Regions from separate parts of the Danio rerio genome. Here all the other regions are linked to region 2. The links are chromatin contacts, called in public Hi-C maps. All regions are on one chromosome and are shown on one strand. Each heading gives the region's core, a stretch centred on a gene start, on an enhancer-like site or on the middle of the called end of the contact. The rest is flanking DNA. Distances are from core to core; before and after follow the strand shown.

What was found. Hi-C and Micro-C count contacts between places; a contact is called where the count stands out from the background.
Region 1: a contact with region 2 is called in a Hi-C map of an unstated tissue, with 3 times the contacts expected there. The contact joins the promoter of rapgef2b here to the enhancer-like site in region 2. A contact is called at or near these places in 3 of 18 Hi-C or Micro-C datasets (caudal fin, embryo and an unstated tissue) and 1 of 4 datasets of contacts at active chromatin or transcription factors (embryo).
Region 3: a contact with region 2 is called in a Hi-C map of an unstated tissue, with 4 times the contacts expected there. The contact joins two enhancer-like sites. A contact is called at or near these places in 3 of 18 Hi-C or Micro-C datasets (caudal fin, embryo and an unstated tissue).

The regions. Positions count from the first base shown.
Region 1 is chr14:52,683,305-52,686,780 of GRCz12tu, reverse strand. It overlaps rapgef2b (Rap guanine nucleotide exchange factor 2b), which reads left to right and starts at 1,933. Exons shown (of 27, transcript XM_073922281.1): 1 at 1,933-2,531. It overlaps spmip2 (sperm microtubule inner protein 2), which reads right to left and starts at 2,515. Exons shown (of 4, transcript XM_009291291.5): 1 at 300-2,515. The coding sequence starts at 456.
Region 2 is chr14:52,437,796-52,441,144 of GRCz12tu, reverse strand. The region is part of intron 26 of rapgef2b (Rap guanine nucleotide exchange factor 2b); the gene reads left to right. Among named protein-coding and RNA genes, the nearest start is that of trnaq-cug, 200 kb to the left of the region's middle. Within about 2 kb of position 1,959, at least 3 of the 62 cell types and tissues checked have an H3K27ac peak or open chromatin away from gene starts, as enhancers often do.
Region 3 is chr14:52,619,985-52,623,213 of GRCz12tu, reverse strand. The region is part of intron 1 of rapgef2b (Rap guanine nucleotide exchange factor 2b); the gene reads left to right. Among named protein-coding and RNA genes, the nearest start is that of trnaq-cug, 15 kb to the left of the region's middle. Within about 2 kb of position 1,938, at least 46 of the 62 cell types and tissues checked have an H3K27ac peak or open chromatin away from gene starts, as enhancers often do.

The sequences.
Region 1 (3,476 bases), core at 684-3,183, 250 kb before region 2:
AATCTGTGTCTTAATAGTCCAGTTTTACATTTAGCAAATGCTTTCATCCAAAGTGACTTACAAGTGAGGATACAATAAGTACTTCAAATCATCAGAGAGTAGCAGTTTTGAAAAAAGTCTAAATCTACAAGTCTAAATTTTTGTTTTAATTGACATGTTCTTTAATTTTAAGACGTCAATTAGATTTTCACTGACAGTCTAAATTTAGCCTCGTTTAAGCCAAGCTGGCTGTGTTTAGACATTTATTAGATGTCTTTTCTACACAAAATTACTTGGTGTTTATGTTCAGAAAGACTCACCTGTGAAGAGGATTCTCTGTCCAGTTTCTCTGTCCGCTTCAGAAGATGTGCTATCCAGTTTAACCCTCTTCATCACACTCATTTCTATGTTTAAAAGAGTTGAGATGTCCTTATGCATCTCAGTGGACTGTAATACAAGCTCTGGGCAGGAGGTCATCTCTCTCTCTCTCTCTCTCTCTCTCTCTCTCTCTCTCTCTCTCTCCTTCTCTCTCTCTCTCTCTCTCTCTCTCTCTCATGAACCGCCATGAGTGTTTTGTCTCCATGGAATCAGTGTTTAGTTGGGATGCATTACATTTATAGGCTTATGGATTATTTATTAAAAGGTATAAGCACCGCTGAAATCAGTCCACGCTGTTTATTCAGTGCATAATTTAAAACATGCATTAAATGAAGCATAGTTATAAATCTTACACCAATATATAATTAAATTACTATTGGCATGGTGAAACAAATAAAAAAACAAACATAGAAACACATAGCCTACATACATCCATTATATCAAAGAACTTATGTTGAAAAAACACACAAATTTCAAACTGTCCATCACCAGTCCCTGGTTTGTGTGTGTTTGGAGATGCAAGATTGCAAAATTAAAAATGATATGTTTACACATGGGGCGACACGGTGGCTCAGTGGTTAGCACTGTCGCCTCACAGCAAGAAGTCACTGGTTCGAGTCCCAGCTGGTTCAGCTGGCATTTCTGTGTGGAGTTTGCATGTTTTCCCTGTGTTGGCGTGGGTTTCCCCCACAGTCCAAAGAGATGCGCTATAGGGGAATTGAATAAACTAAATTTGCCATAGTGTATGTGTGAATGAGTATGTATGGTGTTTCCCCGTACTGGGTTGCAGTTAGAACGGCTGTGTAAAACATATGCTGGATAAATTGGTGGTTCATTCCACTGTGGCAGCCCCTGATTAATGATCTTGTCTACTGTCCTGAGTGTCTCTCAAGCTGGCCCCGGGCCATCGGGCAGTCCTTATTGTTGAGCCCTGATATATTTTGTCCCCAGCCACGTCGACATCTGTTAGATTATTTGCTATGTTTGTTTTAGAAAGGTACATTGCAACTGTTTTGTTTACATTGAGTTTTAAACAGGACTGGTTTAACCGTTCTGAGACATAACAATAATAATGATCTTTATTCAGGACGACTGTAAAAGCAACATTCATTCATTTTCCTTGGGCTTAGTCAATTTATTCATCAAGGGTGGCCAGAGCAGAATGTACCACCTTATTCGGCATATGTTTTACACAGTGTGTAAACACCTTCCAGCTGCAACCCATCACTGGGAAACATCCATACACACTCATTCATACCCATACAATTTGGCCAATTTAGTTTATTCAATTCACCTATAGCGCATGTCTTTGAACTGAAACCGGAGCTCCCGAAGGAAACCCACACCAGCACAGCGAGAACATGCTAACTCCACACAGAAATGCCAACTGGGACTTGAACCAGCGTCATTCTTGCTGTCAGGCGACAGAGCTAACCATTGAGCAATAATACAGTATAACCTTTTCTTCAAAGCTGCAATTCCACCATCGTCCAGCGGATGTCGCCAAAACTCCACGTGTTGTGAGTAAAGCGCACTGAGGGCGCATTACAAGCATTGTGCTGAATGGACTCGCCCATGAACCTCTTGAGGCGCTCGGTCGGTCACCATGGTGGTGGCGGCGGCTTTTACAACAGCAAGCCCAGACAGACAGCAGACCATCCGTCGCTTCTAGACACTGAAACACTCAGTATAAATGCTGCTTTTCACTCTCCGCTGCTTTGGAAATCACTTAAAATGGACACTCGCCAAAGCGCGTGCAATGGACATTGTTTTAGGATGGAAAACTGAAGATGGAATAGCGAACAGGGGACAAACGGAATGCTGAGAAATGCACTCGTCTGCGTAAAACAGAGCTAAAACTCACTGCTTAAAAATCTCCTCTCAGCGTCCGGTTGGAGAAGCTCCAGCGGCTGGAAGAGGAAAAAGCAGCCGGTCTGGTGCCTGTGGGATCGGGTCGAGGGACATTAAGAAAGCTCCTGGCTCAGGCTGTGGCCTGGGGACAAGACAAGCTCTCTCTGCAGCTTCCGAGAAATAAAAACTGGGTTTGTGCCCCCTTCATAAACAAACCACTTGCGTGAGAGATCGGCTGTGGATTATCCAGGAGCATGGCGTCCTATGTGGATAACAGTTTTCGGCAGGCGGTGATGGTGAATCCGTCAGACAGGACGCAACAGGTCAGTCTTTAAATCATTTATTATGTGGCTGTTAACTGTTACAGTATACGCTGGGTTTCTGCTGTGTGTCATGTGGAGGAAATTAATGTACCCTTATAGTGTTGACAGTGCTGTAGTTATGCTACTTTACACGCGTATCTGAATTCAATTGTCCTAATAAGCTTATAAGATATTCGCGTTAATGTTATCTTCAATGTTTTTGGAGTCTATTAACATCAACATGAATGTAAACTTAGCATCGTTCACAACTAAACACGCTTTGTTTTCATGGGAAATAGTTTAACATGACTTAAATGTTGAATATAGGAAGGTTTATATGTTTAGCACAGCATTTTTGTGCGGTTAGCCTATGATTTGGAAGACGTTGCTATGACATTTGCTGTAACGTTATAGTCTCCACCCTTTGGTGGGCTCAGTCGGCGAGAGAGGAACATTATCTTATTATTACTTTGCTGTGAGGATATTGATATATGTAAAAGTCGAGATGAATTTGCATTTTAGTTTGTGTTATTTATGTTAGTTTGGGATCATTTGGAGAAACTAAGATAACGATTCGATCCTAGTGAGTCGCTTTCTTAAAGTGACAGGCTGCTTTGTCAGACATAAAGGAAGACAAATGATTCTTCTATTGTACATCTGGATAATTAGATTTTACCTCCTGTTTTATATCAGCTTACGGTCATTTTGATCCAGATTGTGTGCTTTTTACCTTAAATAACCGAATAGGGTCTATGTTTAAAGTGCATTTGAGGTCATTCTCATATAATAGAATCATTGTTTATTGTGTGTGAACGAGTCGGAGTTTGAATGAATCGTTTAAGTGAGCGATTCTGAATGAACTGATGCAGATTGCGCTGGTTTTAAAACCAAATGTAATAATTTAAGTTATATTTTAGTTATAATAATCAATTCAGTTACTTCTCAAATGAGCAGAGTGAAGCATTT
Region 2 (3,349 bases), core at 710-3,209:
TGTAATAATTGCGCTAATAAACCACAGCAAACATTATATATTGTTGCTGACAACTTCTTTATTTAATAGGGCCTATGCTGAAGGAATTTTAATTTTCAGTAACCCAGTTTAATGACGTTACAAAATCACAATGTTTAAGGTCTTTTTCCTTTAAAAATCAATGATCTTTACTGTCTGATTGATATTTGATATAAAGTGGCTGTCATAATGTACAAGAAGCCCTGTAAATTCCATTGTCCCGCAGCATGTCTTTAAAATATGAACATTTAATTTACCACAGTATTTTCAATGGAGTTTTATCACTACTGATGACACAACAGTTTACATACACTGTATATAAAGGCACATAACCATTTTAAAAAAAGCCAGATCTTAATGTGACTAAACTTTTTCTCTTTTAGGTAAGTTAGGATTATCAAATGTGGTTCTACTTAATAGCAGAATAATGAGAGAGATATGTTTTGAGAAATAGTTATAACTTTTCTTGAAAGTCAAGTTTACACATGCTAAGATTATTCTGCCTCTGAAAAAGCTCAAATGATGCTGTCAAGATTTTGAAAGTTTCTGATTGGTTAATTGACAACATTTGAGTTAATTGGAGGCACAACTGTAGAACAGTATTTAAGGAAAACCTCAAACACACTGCTTCCTTGTGTGACAACATGGAGTTATCAACAAGCCAGAATCAACAAAAAAGTCAGGTGACAATTTGCTAAATTACACTGGGAAAATAATAGTTTTTGGAGACATGTCCTCTGGTCTGATGGAGCTAAGATTGAACTGTTTGGCTATAATGACCAGTGTTACATTTGGAGGACAAAAGGGAAAGCTTACAGGCCTAGGATCACCATCCCAACTGTGAAGTATGGGGGCGGCAGCATCATGTTGTGGGGCTGTTTTGCTGCAGAAGGGACTGGTCCACTTCACAGCATAGATGGCATCATGAAGAAAGAACATTATGTAGAAATACAGAAGCAACATCTCAAGTCATCAGCCAGGAAATTAAAACTTGGCCACATATGGGTCTTCCAAACAGACCATGACTCTAAGCATACTGCCAAATTAGTTAAAATGTGCTTTAAGGACAACAGAGTGAATGTTTTAGAGTGGCCATCACAAAGCCCTGATCTCAATCCTATTAAAATTTTGTGGGCAGAGTTGAAAAAGCTTGTGCGAGCAAGACAGCCAACAAATCTGACTCAGTTACACCAATTCTGTCAGGAGGAATGGGCCAAAATTCCTTCAAACTATTGTGAGAAACTTGTGGAAGGATACTCAAAACATTTGACCAAAGTTATACAGTTTAAAAGCAAAGCTAAATAAAACACCAGGGAAATGTGTGTAAACTTTTGACTGTCTAGAAATTAATAATAAATTCTCTAAAAATAAATTCTCTCGAATGTATGTAAACTTCTGGTTTCAACTATGTTTAAATGGCTTAAACAACCTAACGAATGCTTAAGTCTATTTAGCGGATTGTATTTTATTTACAATACAACATCAATACTGTAAAAGAAACCGTATGTAATATAGCAAAAATAGCCACATTATCCTTTCAGCGGAAGTGTTTCGGTAGGGGGAAAAAAACACTAGCTGTGCGTATACCCCATTATTCCACAACAAGATGAAACGGCACAACAAGCCATCCAACTCACACTGATCTAGTGCATGCATCCGCCGGCATTTCCGAGAAGCATTTGGGATATTAAACAGAGCTGTGGTGTCCATCTCCTCCCTCCAGCACGGAAGGACGGCCGCTATCGGGACCCTCCACCAACGCCGCCGGGTTACACCGCGCTGACCATCACAGATGTGACCGAGGGAACGCCACATTCGGGCAGGAAACCACCAGACTACACCACCGCCCTGCAGCGCTCGCGCCTCGTCACACACTCCCTCGACTCCCAGCAGCCCCCAGCCGCAGGGAAACCGGACCCCCGGGGCCGAGAGGAGGACGAGGCAGTGGAGGTGGAGGAGGAGGGTGAGTGCTTGTCTCCCAAACTCAGAGCTCAGAGGAGGAGAGGTCCACACACAGCAGTTCCCCCCAGGCCATGAGTTACATACACCACCCCGACAGGAAGGTAAAACATCATAAACTCCAGTTCCACCCGCACACGCACTGAGCACGTTTACATGCACACCGCTATTCAGCTAAACCGGCTGTTTGACATGACCTGTTGTATTGGGCTATATGCAAACCCGCCAATACATGTAATCCGCGCTGATATGATCGGGTTAGTATAGCTTTACATCTCAGGGATGTGACATCAAAACTTTTAAGGTAAACTTTAATACAAATATCCAAATTCAAGTCAAGTTTATTTGTATTGCGCTTTTCACAATAATAATTGTTCCAAAGCAGCTTTACTAAATGTGTGTGTTATTACATAGCAGTCAAAACCAGAAAAGCCTAAGGTGTAAGTATGGTGGACAGTACTGCTGTCAAATGTTTACACGGAGGACAAGGGAGTGAGCAAATTACTAGGGAATTTTCATTCTGGAAGTGAGCTAGTCATTTAAAAATTTCAGTATATAACTTTTAAGTAAGGGTGTAACGGATCACTATTGATCTGTGATTCGTATTGATTACAATCCACGGTTTACCCACATTTTATTCTTACGGCTCTTGTGGATTAATCAAAAATTTGTAATGTTCGCAGAGAGATCACCAACCACGTCATTCAAATCACATGTCAAAGCATTTAGGCTTTCCTGTAAAATATAATGATGACGGAAGAAGTTGTGGTGGGTTATTTGGGATGTGGTGGGTGTCTGAGGTTATTCAAGGTTCAGGATCTCAACACCCACGCAACATAAATGATAAATAAAAGTGATTTGCATATGTTTATTATTCTTTTGAATGGCTGCATTCAAATCTGTGTTTGAAATAGACAAAAATTAAGAAAGAGATTCAGTCTTTAGTCTTTTGAGTTACAAACACAGAAGTACTAGGATAACAATTTATAGTTTAGGTAAATCCACTGATGTTTAGGGTAAAGATTAAAATCACAATCATATGCATTTAACTATGCTCAAAAATGAAAGTTGTTGTTGACAGCAACTATATTATTTAACCAATAGGTGGCGACAACCAGCCATCATAAACATGCCACTGAATAATTCTTCAAAAATGATCATTTAGCAATGAAACATGATGCTTTAAGTGAATCACTGAATCATTTATTGAAAATAAGACTAAAAATAAATATAGATTGTACAAGTTATGTTAGATTTCTACATTTAGTAATATCAGCAACAGGAATAGTAACAGTAATTTTTTCACAGTACTGAGTATTACACAAAAGTGTCTCGCGGTGCTGTTTTTTTATAATAAATGCAAACCAAATGA
Region 3 (3,229 bases), core at 689-3,188, 180 kb before region 2:
TCCATGTAGGTTAAACACCATCGCTTTCTCCTGTCTGTGTGTGTGTGTATTTTGACTCTGAAACTCGCGCGTGCACAAATAGACACTCCCACACCCTCCCACTTTAGTTCCTCCGACACTCCCCCCTAAACAGAGCTGGACACGCCCACTTTTCTAACTTTTCCGAAAGTAGAGGTGTGAAAACACCCTGCTGAAACGAGGGGGTTTCATGGCCCTTTAAGGGGCCTTGACCAGTGCCAGTAAATGCCTAAATTAATCGTATAGCTCTTTTATAAAGTTTTCGTTTTTTTATACGTTTTAAATTATGTCTATAACCATTATGATTTTAACATTATTGCTTCTTTTTAAAACCACGGCATCCATGAACAGTGGAACATTCCTTTGATACTGCACGTGCACATATTAAAATCTAATCACCAATATAGCTTAGTTTACTTAGGGTGCACTCACACTAGGCTATCTTAACCATGCCTGGTTAGAAGAGGTGTGCCAGAATGTGGTTCAGTTGGGCTTTAGCACGGTACGCTTGTAGTGTGAGTGCAAATCGCGCCTGAGCCTGAAACTGAACATGCAATGTCACTTTTTTGTTTGTTTATGATTTATTTACCGTTTTTACATTTTACAAGCATATCAAACAAGCCTTATAGAAATAATAATATAAAAAATTAAATACAAAAAAAGAATAATATTAAATTAAAATAAAAGTGAGCTTTGGCATAGTTCAAGGAAACTCTAGTGTGAGTAAACCATTACTAAGCTTAGTAAAAAAACAAACAAACAAATAAACATTTAAAGAACATCTTTAACTAAATTAAACATGAAAATGGTTATACAAATACACAAATAAATGCCAAACAAAACCTACTAATATAAACTGTTCATCAAATCTGCATTAGTTTCCTAATGAATAATGAAGAGCATCTTCACTTGCAAGATGTCCAATCATGTATGCAGTGTTTGAAGTAAATGTCAGCAAATGATTGAGATTTATAACGTGTATAACTGACCAGAACTAAAACACAGCTTCACACAGGGTATCTGCTGGGTCTTAAAAGGTCTTTAAATTTCTTAAATCTCAAAAACAGAATTTTAGGCCTTAAAAAGTCTTAAATTTACTGAAATTTTGTTTTGTAGGTCTTAAATCATTTTTAATCAGGTCTTAATTTTTCATTTTTCATCTATAGCTACCCAATCTAGCCAACACCCATACAATCATCAACAATTCATCTTTTTATTTAAAAATGTAATTTAACTCTATTCACCATAATGGTTTCATTGTTTTCCTTATTGTAATGTTTGTTTGAAGGTTCCCCTTGTATTTACTGCCGATGACACTGACCTGGACAGACTGTTGTGTATACATTTAGTTTATTATAGTTTTTAAAATATTTGTCAATTTTTTATTTTGAAGAAAGTTCATGCTGAAAGAAGCGCATGTTTACAACTAGAGCTTGCTTGTTTTGACACAATATTTAAAATATTTTGCTAAGAAATGTCTTAAATATTAAATTTATTTTTATCACTAAAATATTATTGTATTATTAAATGTAAATTATTATCGTAAAAATAAATGTATTAAATTATAATGCATTTTTGATAGGGCAAATAAACAATTTTTTTCGATCTGCGCCATTCGAAAAACTTGTTAGTGTTTAGCCCTGTATGAGTCTAAAATTTAATTCATAGTGGCCTTAAAAATGTCTTAAATTTAACTTTGTGAAAACTTCAGAAACCCTGTTACATGTTCTTGTCTGATGGCTTATTGTTTGGAAAGGCTTGTGTGTTTGGAGCTTCTCATTATGAGCTTCTGGCAGACACAGACAGAGAGAGAGAGAGAGAGTTATTAAAGCAGTGAAACTCCTCATGGGGACACTGGGACTGAAGAAACGGGGTTCTGCACATTCTTTCCATGTTGAATTTAGAAGTAATATTTGCGGGGGGAGAAGAAAAGCCACAGTTTTTTTTCCTTTTCTCTGGTAGATGTTCATTCCAGCCAGCAGTGGCGCTGAGCTGAGAAACGCTGAACTCTCACATCATCTAGTGGGGGATCTGGGAACTGCAGTTCCGCCACTGCCTCTTTGTCATTGTCACAGACGCATTGTTCGCTTTTTTGCTTGCTAAAGCAGTATTACTGCTACTATTGCTCATGCTTTGGGAGGTTATGGATTTAGACAATCAGTTAGGTGGTACATTTAATATGTAGCTTATACTATACATTTTATTTGTGCTGTACAATGATGCCTCAAACCATTTTTCTCACTGAGAGATGATGTGTTGTTTCTATTCTTAGCAATCACACCTTAGCAACCACCCAGAGAATCATCATTAATCTCATTTAAAATCCATTGAAATATAAATATAAATAAATAAGCTCAAATTGTGGATGAAGAAAAACATTAGGTGTTTTACAATGGTATCTTCGATCAATGAATCGCAATATGTCAATTACAATGATGAGCTCTGGACTTTTGTTACTTTAAATTGACCTTAGAGCCCATCACACTGCAGAAACGTGCAACAATGGGAATCTAAAAGTGTGTTGATATTAGAGATGTACCGAATTTTCAGCCAATTAAAATTTATCGACCAAAAATCTTGTGCCATTTAATGGACCCTCTAATTTTTGTGGCTTCAATCATTGTTTGGGTACTCTTTTAAATCTGGAAGCTTTAACAACTTATATCAAAATATATATCGTTATCATTCAATATGGAAAATAATTATTAAGATTTTTGCCATATCGCCCAGCCCTATAGTATCTATCCTGTTTTAGGATGTCACACATCTTAATTCTCAGTATTAAATACCAGTTTTCCAGTAATATTTTTGTGATATTCTACTATTTCTTAATATTTAACATTGGGTTTATTTGTTTTATATAAAAAATAAAAAGCACTACCGTGAAAATACATTGCTAAATTAATAGATTAATTGAAATACTTTTATTTAAAAATGTTATGTCCTTATATTTTTATTATTTTTGTAAAAAAAATATATAAAATACCATTTTATCAGATTTCTGCTGATTTCAAAATTTCACAGTTATTTATTCCATGTTGCCGTTCATTAAAATTTACAAGATAATTTTCAATAATTACTCTTTTCCCCCAGTTTCCACACAAACGCACACACACATCATATTCATTTCATTTTCCTCTAGCTTGATCTTTATTTCAGAGGTTGCCAGGTTGGAATTAACCACCAACTATTCTGGCACATGTTTTACGCC